2 separate regions of the Mus musculus genome follow, and region 1 is linked to region 2. Evidence: chromatin contacts called from public Hi-C data. All regions are on one chromosome and are shown on one strand. The core of a region is the stretch at or near the end of the contact, and the rest is flanking DNA. Distances in the headings are between cores, read along the strand shown. Region 1 has its middle 14 kb from the start of 4930449C09Rik. Region 2 overlaps Pvt1 (Pvt1 oncogene).

Region 1 (4,917 bases), core at 891-3,390, 1.5 Mb before region 2:
ACTGTTCTTTTGCCAATGGTTTTTGCAATGCATGTTGATTAAATATCAAATGTCTACCTCGGGATAACCTGTCTTATCTCATTGATTTTTATGTTTATCCTTGTGTTCACCTAACACTGTGTTATTGTAGTCTTGCCATCATCCTTTAATTCCGATATTGCTTATATTCATATTCAACTATGTTCTGGTTGACAATATTGCTTTTGCTCTTCTCGATGCTTTGACTTTCCGTTTCCATTTTAGAATAGATTTGTCAATTTGCATGACAAATAATCCCACTAGAATTAAAAATATTTGCTTATTTTCAAGTTTTTGTGTACGAAAATTTTTCCTGCATGTATGTAGGTACACTGTGTGTGTGCATTTGTCATGGAGGTCATAGGAGGGTACTGTGTTTCCCAGAACTGGAGTTATAGACTGCTGTGAGCTAGCGTGTGGGTGCTGGGAACTGAACTCTGTTCCTCTGCAAGAGCAGCAAATTCCCTTAATTTTGGAGCCATCTGTCCAGCCCCCTACCAGGGACATTTTGAGCACAGACCTTTCTCTAGGTTGCTAATCCACTCCTGTTCTCAGGTGTGCTTTTCCTGTTTTAACAAACTACCTGTAGTTAAAAATATCCTGCCAAGCTAATGTTGGAATTGTGTTATTCTGCTAATCAATTTTAAAGAAATGGTCATCTTAAGATTATTGAGCCTTCCTTTCAGTCCATAAATGTTAGTTGTGGACTAATTTAGATATTTTTAATGGCAATTTTGACGTATAGATTTTATAGGTACTGTTTTCAAAACGCCATCTGCAGCTGTTTGTTGCTGGGATACAAGAGGTATCATTTTTTAAAAATTATATTTAAAATACTTTACTCTCGTCCTCTAACCTTAGCGAACTCATTCCTCAATTCCAAAAGTTTCTTAGCCTAGCAGTTTGTGTAAACACCCTTCATCTGTAAAGAAATTTTAATGTTTTAATTTTAAATATATTTTCTCTTTAGTTCTCTTCATACCTATGGCCGACACAGTCTATAGCCTCTAGTAAAATACAGAATAAAAATGGTGAGGGTTATTGATTTGCCTTCTTCTCCAACTTAGAGGTAGTCTTTTATTATCATGCTTAATTTCAGGGTTTTTTTCTTAGATGCTTATTGGTGCTTAGTTTGTTGATAGATTTAAGATTTCTTAAATGTATTTTTTGGTGTGTGTATTATGTACAAGGGTGTTTTGCTTCATGTATGACTGTGCACCATATGTCTGGTGCCCAGGGAGGCCAGAAAAAGACATCAGATCCCCTGAGACTGAAGTTAGAAATGGTTGTTAGCTGTCAGGTGAGCACTGAGGATCAAACCTGGGCTCTCAGGAAGAGCAGTCAATGCTCTTAACCCTTGAGCCATCTCTCCAGTCCCCCAAGAGCTGAGATGTTTGTCTTTTCCATTTCAGCTATCTTGACATCAAATTTATGCTTATATTCAAAAAACCAACAGGAGCTCAGGCAGATGCATCCCCCTCATTGTGTCTAACCCTCCCACAATTGCCACTAAGGTGACTTTCCTAGATCACATCACTGATGAAGCTCAGAAGATTTCAGCCCTTTGTCCTAGGCCGCCTAGCTAGAAGACGCAGATTCATTATTTGAGGCTTATTCTCCTTCAACCACATCGTTGCAGAATCTTGTATATGGTAAGAGATGATTGTTGCATGGTGAATGAAATAATTTTTTGATGACTGGTTGGTAGGGTGAATAAATGCATGGATGAATACATCTGTGAATGAATGAATGTATGGCTTTTTTTTTTTTTCATGAATGGGACAGGTCCATCTAATGAGAAAAAAACCAAATTGGAAACTGGTATATTGGGAAACCCTGAGGGAAGGGACCTAGGAGGTGGGAAGTACTTGCTAAAAAAAAAAAGAAAAAAGAAAAAGAAGAAGAACAAGAAGAAGAAAAGGAAGTCTCAACTATAAATCTACTTGACAGGGTTGCATCTCTGTGGCTTAGACGTTGGCCACTTCATCTTGGCATGATTCTTATATAACAGAAGGATGGAGAAATGGCCGGAAACTATTGCTTCCTATTACATAACTCTTACTATGTGCCTGACAGCATTTCTGATAGTGAGAACAGAAAGTATGGCTCTCTCTTGGGTGAAAGTCTTCAAGTCCCTTGCAGGCCAGGCCTGGGCATCAGCCGTTTGGAGCGTTAGAGTGCTGACTGATTTCCTCAGAGAGCCTCGGGCTGCCTCCCTCTCCCGTGTCTCCACATTTCTCGAAAAGGAAGTGTCTTATATTCACTTTTATTACGAACATTTTTTTTTTTTTTTAAGATCTTCATTTGCGGTTGTTACGGAGAGACTGCTGGATTTTTGGAGTACTGTTTGCTAGGCTGCCTTAGCTTTAGCTTCCCTGCTGTTTGGCGTCTTGGTGATTTGAAGTTAAAGCAGACTTTGAGTAGTTCTTGCCTGTCTGGTTTGTGTGTCAAAGCAAGAGCTACCTGTCAGGCACCTCATTGCTTCTCCTGAACCACCTTGTAGGACATTTAGGGTCAAACTTCAGATCGTCCCTATCACTGGTTCTTGCTGTTGCCGTCCCTCTCTTTGATGGTGGATGCTCGTCAATGCTCAGCAGTTGCTCTGGATCCTCACATGAAACCACACACAGGCTGGGGTCCTCCATCATCATTCATTCCGTGTACAAGTCCCGGCAACACCCTGTGGTTCAGTTACTGTCAAAATCTCTCCAGAGCCCAGCCATTTCATAGTGTCCCTTTGCTCTGTCTCTATGCAAAGCACTTGTCTGTTGTCCCTCCATTTGTTTTGTGTCTCTGGTGTCCCTCCACCATGCAGTTGTTGGGGTTAATGTATTCAAATGCACTATGGAAAACTTATTCTGTGCTGTTGGAACCTCCCAGGGCTTTCTGCTGCACCAAGAAGAACCAGGCTCTTCTTGGTGCCCTTCAAGCGAGATGAAATCTGAACTGACCTTGTACCATTCTTGTTCCAGATGGGGTGGCTTTGTTTTTGTTCCTCACACACACCCCACCTTAGCCACTTTGGCCTAATTATTCTAACTTCTTGGACATGCATTTTCTCAGCATTCATTAGCGTTCAGTTTCCATTTTGGCCTAATTATTCTAACTTCTTGGACATGCATTTTCTCAGCATTCATTAGCGTTCAGTTTCCATTTCAAGTGTCACCTCCTCCCTTGTCCTACCTAAAGCTACTTTAGTCTTCTTTTACCCTGTTACACTCTTTTATTTCCTTTAGAGTCCTTACAGTTATTTCTGTACTTCTGTCTATCTCTACTCATTTCCATGTTTATTGTCTTATCTCTGGGTTTGCCAAGCCATCACTGTGGGTCAAATCAAGCTTACCTGTTGTGTAAATAAAGTTTTGCTGGCATATGGCCTGGTCCATATGATTGCAAAGTATCAGGGCCTGCTTCAGCTCTCCAGAGGGGATGCTCCATGGCTGTGACAAAGACCATTTGGACTTCAAAGCCTAAACTAGGTGTTATCTAGTTCTTCACAAGAACGTTTGTCAGCCCTTGCTCCATCTCCCTCTTCTAATCACCAATCTTGCTCACAAATGTATCCCAGCACCTAGTAGTTTCAGGCTCACAAGGGCACTTAACTGTTGGTAGTCAAATTGATTAAATGAATGAGTGAACACAGGGCATGGCTGGTTTTGACCCTGGGTGTGGTGTCTTTGAGCCTAGACTTCTTAGAGGTAAAAGGGGTCTAGTGCCATGTGAGTGATCCTGTGCCTACATGTATTTACATACAGGAGAGTGAGAAGATAAGTTAGTTGAAAGGGATAGTATGCATGTTCTGAAGCTACCCAGATCATCAGTCCAAACCTGTCTCTCTCATTTAGTGTCTCTAACCTTGAAAAACATGTTTAACCTCCTCTGCCTTCTCTTCATTCTGAAAATGGAGGCTGATACTCATTATTTATGTTTCTCATGAAAATTTTAGAGATATCCCTGGTTGATCTGTTTGTACCCAGTTTAGGTATGGAATGCTAGGCAAGCCATGTTTAGCCTTTTTTTTTTTTTTAAAGAAATTTGAAGGAAAATACTAGACTCCAGTCCAGAGTAGACATCGTCATTTTGGTGATTTCATTTAATCAAATGAACATTTATTAAGTACTCCCCATATTCTAGATACTATGTGATGTCTCAGGGATCTAGAAAGTATGCAGAAAGAGATTAAATGCCTTTAAATCCTCAAGGAGTCAGTAAGCATGTGACAGAGCGCTATGCAATGAGGAGTGCAGAGACACACAAGACACAGCCTGCCTAGTAAGTCCTCTGATCTTCCTGAAGAGGTCAGCTTACCTGCTACATACACTTCCCTGGAAGAGTAGAAGAAAGAGAGGCAGGCAGATGTCACACCATACCTGACCTCGTCTTAGGAGGTTTGGGTGTAAAGAGCAGCAGCACTGTCAGCCTCTTCATACAATTTCTACTCATAGCTGACTTTATTTTAGATGTAATTCATTTACATATTACCTATTTTTGGCATGCCAAATATTCCTTTTTTTTTCCTAATTAGGTGAATAAATTGGAGTAAATTGAAGGAATTAGACAAAGATCCAATTTTACTGTGGCATTAGCAACTCTCTCTTTTTTTCCTTTATAATTTTTTTTCTTATGTGCATGGTTGTTTTGCCTGCACCCAATGGGTGCTTTATTTTTGTGTTACAAGTGTGCCTGGTACCCAAGAAGGTCAGAAGACAGAGTCCAGTTCTGCAGAACTAAAGTTGCAAATGGTTGTGAGCCACCTGTGGGTGCTGGGAATTGAACCTGGGTCCTCTGGGTGAACAGCCAGTTTTCTTAATCATTATGTTGTATTGCCAAGCCTAACAATTGCTTTTTATGCAGAAGGGGAAAGAATCTGATCAACATATATTATAAGAATGCAAGGAG
Region 2 (5,736 bases), core at 1,088-3,587:
GAAAACAGTAACAGAACTCTAACTTGTCATATACAGGTGAACTGTCATTCAGAATATCTGTAGACTCACCAGCAAATATCCTGAAAATTAACAGAGTGAGATGACACTGAAAGAATAACTGCCAATCAAATATCTGAAAGCTCTCTCTGAGAAATGGAAGGCACAGAAGAGCCTTCCTAGACAAACAGGAAGTTGGGGTAGGGCTACACATGGCAAGGCCTGTATTAAAGAAATGTTAAAGGAAGCCCTTCAAATGGAAATAAAAGGACACTAACTAATAAGCACAAAGACACATGCATGCAAACCTCACAGCCACATAGCCAGCCAGAGGTGAAGGTGGACTTGGCAGAGGCACAGGTGTCAGAAGCACAAATGCAAAATGACAGGATTAAATCACACAAGTCAGAGAAAAATGCAGAGTGGATAACATAGGAAATGAAACCTGGTTTTGAGGAGTGACGCCTGACATGGGGGTGGAGAACGGGAGGGTCAAAGGTGACCACGCTGGCTTCATGGAAGGGGAGATGTTGATGGGACCCATAAATGCTATATCAAGAGGTGTGATTATAATCCTGAAGCTAACTGAGAGATGCTGGCTATATTTACGTTGAAGAAGGGCATAGTCAGCCCTAGGCTTTCAGTATCTGTGCTTGGTCATTGAGAAGGGATATGAGAGTTGTCAAAATTGAGTATGACAAGAAAACCCAAAGCCCCAAGATAAGGTTGATCGGAGAGAGAAGAGACAGATGGAAACAGAGATGTGGGGCTACCAGGAAAGAAGCAGAGGGAGAGGAACTGCTGATGGGAAGGGGTCCCGGAAGAAAGAAAACCACTTCTCTTTCCTTTTGATGAAGCAAGATTATTACTTGAGAGCAGAGCTGGACAGGACAGGACAAGACTTCCCAAAAATCAGGAAGGAAAGAAGCCTGATCGTGGGCCTTTTATACAAGTCACATTCCCAAAGCATGGAGTCAACCAGGTCCATGATGGTACCCCATCTGCAGTGAGCTTTTCCTCAGAACAGGTCTCGGGGTCTGCATAAACTCTTTTCCTTCAGAAAGCCATGGCCTTGAAATTGAGACCCTCAAAACTAGTCATGGGAGAGATAGAAAGATCTGACATCACTTCATCCTGCTATAGACAAAGAAACTGAGGCTTTAAGGGGACCACTTGGCAAGTAACACAGGGATGGCACGTTCTGTGTAGACCTTCTGTGTAGATACTGTCTGAATTAGGAAAGTACCAGCAGTGTGTCAGAGGGAGAACAAACTCCAGGTCTGTCCTCCCGATAGAAGCTGAGCATTTCACAGTTCAGTCACCCTGTGGATGCATCCATACAACTCAACTTCCAGGACAGAGCACAAGGCACAGAGCCTCTAGGAAGCTGACTTGGGAGGAGCATAGAAGCGTTCCAACAGCTTGGTTTTAGTAGGAACAGAGATACCCTACCCTACAGAGCCATTGCATAGAAAGCCAGGCTTTGTCCATGCAGCAGGGGATTGCCTGTGCTCCTAGAAAGGGGAGCCTGACACAGGCTGGGGCTCCGCCTCCACCCAATGTTGGCCTGCACCATTATGAGGTTCCCCTCTTCCTTTCTCACTCCCCTCTGCCTAGTCGCTATCAGAGCATCCACATGCAAAAATCTCTAAAGGACCCACTTCTGACAAGGCAAGCCTAGCAGGCCTGGTTGTCATAAGAGATGAAGGCCAGCTGATGCCTGCAACAGCATCAGCTGTCCACTCCTAGGCATCAAGCCCTTCCCACCACCCACCGTGCCAGCCCAGGACATAGAGGTCTGGCAGCCATTGAAAAGAAAAGCTCCTATCTCTGACTCCTCAGCCTCTGATAAGAAATGTCATCCCTTGCTGGGTAATATTACTCTGCTAGATAAGGATCTCTATCTCCTCCAACATATGGCTCACTACAGAACACAGGGTCTGCTGGAGCAGGATAATTTATGCGCTTAAGCTGCAAACCCTGGGCAGTTTGAGAAGTGCATCGAACAGAACAAGAGTCAAATTATAACCTCTTCTGACCTGGCCTTGGGATTCCTCCCTGAGAAATGACAGCAACCTCCTCTACTCTACACACAATAAGCACTTTCACCCTCCTGCTGTCTCTAAAGGGCATTTGCACCAGCGTTATCAAGGCTCATCCTCACCAGGACCTCCAAAGCCGCACTTAAGTCTTCTTTTGCAGATCAGGAAATTGAGATTCAACAAGGGTGAGTAACACAGCCAAGGTCACCCAGGCAGCCGTACCCAGAGCACAGACTCAAACCCCAACAGATCTGACTCACCAGCACACTGTCAGATGGGGAGGCTGATCCAAGCCTCTGGGTTGTCTCTGCTCCAACAACTAAATCAATTAAGTCAGATCTGCCCAGGCTTAACTGGCAATGTCAGCTCCACACTGTAATCTCAAAGGTCCATTTCGATCATTCACCGCTCCTGATTTCTCTGAAGCCTGGGAAGGATGAGGAAGCCTTGTTGAGTCAAGATACTCAAGGAGAGGAAGGGGGCAGGGATGGGACCAGAAGAGGGAGAGAGGAGAGTGGGACTTAGATACTGGCTTCATGCACTCAAGGAGTAGAAGGTAGAAAGAAATTGCGGGAAAATTCTCTCTTCTCTATTGATTCATTCATTCGTTCATTCATTTGTTCATTCATTCGTATCCCTGGACAATCCATTACATGTCCATTCTGGCTTGGCCCTGGTAATCTCACTGTATCTGTAAGCAGTGCTAGACTAGACTTCATGAAAGACTGACAGGTCAGCGAAGAGACAGAGATAACAGAACATGACAGGGGTACCGTGTCTGCAGTAGATTGAATGGCTGATGTGGGGGACCGTGGCTGTGTGTTAAGGAGGAGATGGAAGTGAACCTCACACTCTGCTATTTTATACCCTCCTTTAAAAAAGCCAAGTCATCATGGCTAAGATTGGTGCTATTCTTTAGAGTGATTATTTCAACCATGTTCTGCATTGCCTCCAAGATCCATTAGTAACTACAATTGAACAATTTTAATTGACAAATAAAAATTACACATATTTATGGTATATATAATTGGTATATGGTATATATAATATGGCATATTTTATATATATATGCACATTGTAGAAGTCTAAATTCAACTAATTAATATGTGCATAAGTCATATACTTTTCTTTCCAGCTGACTCTTTTAAATAGCTATATAGCATTTCATTTTATAAAGATGTCCCAATTCAATAACCACAGCTAATAAAACTGAAGAGAGAAGTTACCCAGCCCTTCGCTAGGCAATCTCTAGGAGCTACTTCAGCTCCTTAGGGTGGCCGTACCTAAGACATCTTTCAGATATCCTTCAGATACATGAAGGATACAAGATGCGGTTAATTAATAACAGACTCAAAACCATCCTGAGTTATCACATTTGTAGAATCTCTCTTTGGTCCACTTGAAAGTGAGGAAAGTAAGAAAGGAGAAATAAATTTAGTGTTGTGGGTGGGCCACTTATGGAAAAAAGGACTAAGATGGGTCAGGGTGGATGGCTGGTTCTAATTTCAGTCTCTTTTACTACTGTCATGTGACCTTGATGTCATTGGGGACCTCAGCTTATCCCACGGCAGAGTGGAATAGGAATGGACCTGTCAGACAACGTCCATATTTGAGATTAAGCTGTATGTTTGATAGTCACACTGAGGAGTTATGGAAGCTATTATCTAGGCCTCCTGCAACTGCAGAGAGTGAAGGAGACTCAGGTGCACTCTTCCATGAATTTTTACACAGGGGAAAAGAGATCAAGGAGCAGTCATGCCGGCTACATGAAAGTTTTCCTCAGGCCCACCGCACGGGTGTCAGCAAGGGGACCAGGTGGGGCCAGAGATAGGGCAGGAGCTCAGGGTGTGACAGAGGGCTGCCCAGAGAGGCATTCAGATAGGCTATGCTATCTGTGAACAATAGAACCGTTGTCCTGGACCCGAATCTGACAAGAGGGGATAAGACCCCCGGAAACACAAGCCCAGATAACTAGCCAGGGTGGCCTCTCAACACCATCCCCAGCCTGTCTGTTATTTCATTTATGCCATTCATTCATGCACCCTACAGTGTGTATCAAGCACATACCCAGAATTGTATTAGAAGGTGGAGATATGGTGATGAGTGAGACTCTTGGCCCCACTGTCAGGAAGCACAAAGATAAGAATGACTAGTAAGGACCCGTTAGCCTGAGTGTCCCAGAATACAATACCAGAACACATCCTCCTACTTTCAGAAAAAGGTCCAAACTAATGATGGGATGGGACAGGAAGGATGGAGCGGTGACTAGCCAGTAATGGTCCTAGAAGTCCACAGGAGGCAGAAGAGGACCCAGTGGCTCAATGGCTCACTACCTGTCTTAATGGCTCTCCTCTATACCCCACAGCCAGCAGCAAAAGCCAGTGCCAAGGGACCCCTTCTGGGATCTTCCCTTGTCTAGTTAGACATAGCACCTGGAGGCAGGTCCTTTAGACTTGGCCTGATATGCCAGCATCTATATGGGCTGCAGCTTTCATGGATGGATGGACAGATGCAAGGTAAGGAGGGAGAGAAATCGAGTAGTTCAAGAGTTTAGGATGAGGGAAAAAGAAATTCTATGACCTGAGTAAAGGCAGAAGTAGAAATAAAAAGGGGGAAATGGATCAAAAGGAAGAGGCGTGTATAGCCTTAAGGAAAAAAAAAAAAACTATTAAGCACTATGCAGCAAATGAAAAAAATGAGACATGTGCACACACACACACAGACACACAGACACAGACACACACACACACACACGCTCCTCTAAGAAACATGAGTGATGGAAAAAGCAAGGAGGCTGAACTATCTCTTCCTTCCAGCTGTAAATGCAAAAGCTTTGGGAGCCACTGGCAACACAGAGGTGGGCTTGGGGACCAGTCAGTAGGAAGGAGACGAACTTCCTAGGCCTGGATCTCCATCTATAAAGGAAGGCAAGCGGTGCCCTGCTTCTCCTTCTCGAGGCGTCTTGTGATGAGGCTTCTAAGCTTTACTTGCTTCCTGACAACCCTTGTTCTGCTTCCAAAACCCTAATGAGTCAAAGAGGCTTCCCTCATCCATAGCTGGGGTTGGCGGTGATCTGTGAAGGACAACACTGAGTCACAACTAAGCTCCCAGGGCATTGGCCTCTCACCCAACGCACATTTTGTTGCATTACAAAATGTAAATATTTCGCACTACAAGCAAAGGTAAAATGAAAAGGACATGTTTTCAGTCCCCACCCCCATCCCCCAATACAATACCCCTTTCAAGAGGACCAAAACTGTGTCCTAGGAACTACCTGGTCAAGCTCCTCCTGCTCAGACAGGTTAGAGACTTGCCTGGATTATCCCATAACCTGAACCAGAATCAACTCAATAAGCTTTAAGAAGACTGAGGTCTCTACCAACTGCTGAGCCGCTGCCCTTCCCCATCCTAAGCAACTACAGTCGGAGAAAGAAACGGTCCATGGAATCGTCAACTACAGCAAGGCCTTAAGGCTTGCTTATCCTGGGTCCAGCGCAAAGTCCAATTCTGGGAGGAGTGATGCATTCAAGAAAGCACCAGCTCCTAGAGGTGGTTATGTGGGGAAGAGGGAGGAATCCCTTCTCCCTCCCCCCACCCCACCCCCTACTATCCGAGGCCGGGAGTACTGCTGCTCGCCGCCATTGACACGCACAGATACAACCCCAAGAAAGGCAGGGTCCTGCCCAGCACCGGTGGC

Evidence for each region. Hi-C and Micro-C count contacts between places; a contact is called where the count stands out from the background.
Region 1: a Hi-C map of bone marrow-derived macrophages shows a contact between it and region 2, with 9 read pairs. The contact joins two enhancer-like sites. A contact is called at or near these places in 2 of 484 Hi-C or Micro-C datasets (the G1E-ER4 cell line and bone marrow-derived macrophages) and 1 of 115 datasets of contacts at active chromatin or transcription factors (stem cell-derived neural progenitor cells).

What each region holds. Positions count from the first base shown.
Region 1 is chr15:63,702,039-63,706,955 of GRCm38.p6, reverse strand. No RefSeq gene overlaps it. Among named protein-coding and RNA genes, the nearest start is that of 4930449C09Rik, 14 kb to the left of the region's middle. Within about 2 kb of position 2,140, at least 42 of the 459 cell types and tissues checked have an H3K27ac peak or open chromatin away from gene starts, as enhancers often do. A contact at or near this core is called in bone marrow-derived macrophages, where this site is marked.
Region 2 is chr15:62,219,467-62,225,202 of GRCm38.p6, reverse strand. All of the region lies in intron 2 of Pvt1 (Pvt1 oncogene), which reads right to left. Among named protein-coding and RNA genes, the nearest start is that of Pvt1, 180 kb to the right of the region's middle. Within about 2 kb of position 2,337, at least 62 of the 459 cell types and tissues checked have an H3K27ac peak or open chromatin away from gene starts, as enhancers often do. A contact at or near this core is called in bone marrow-derived macrophages, where this site is marked.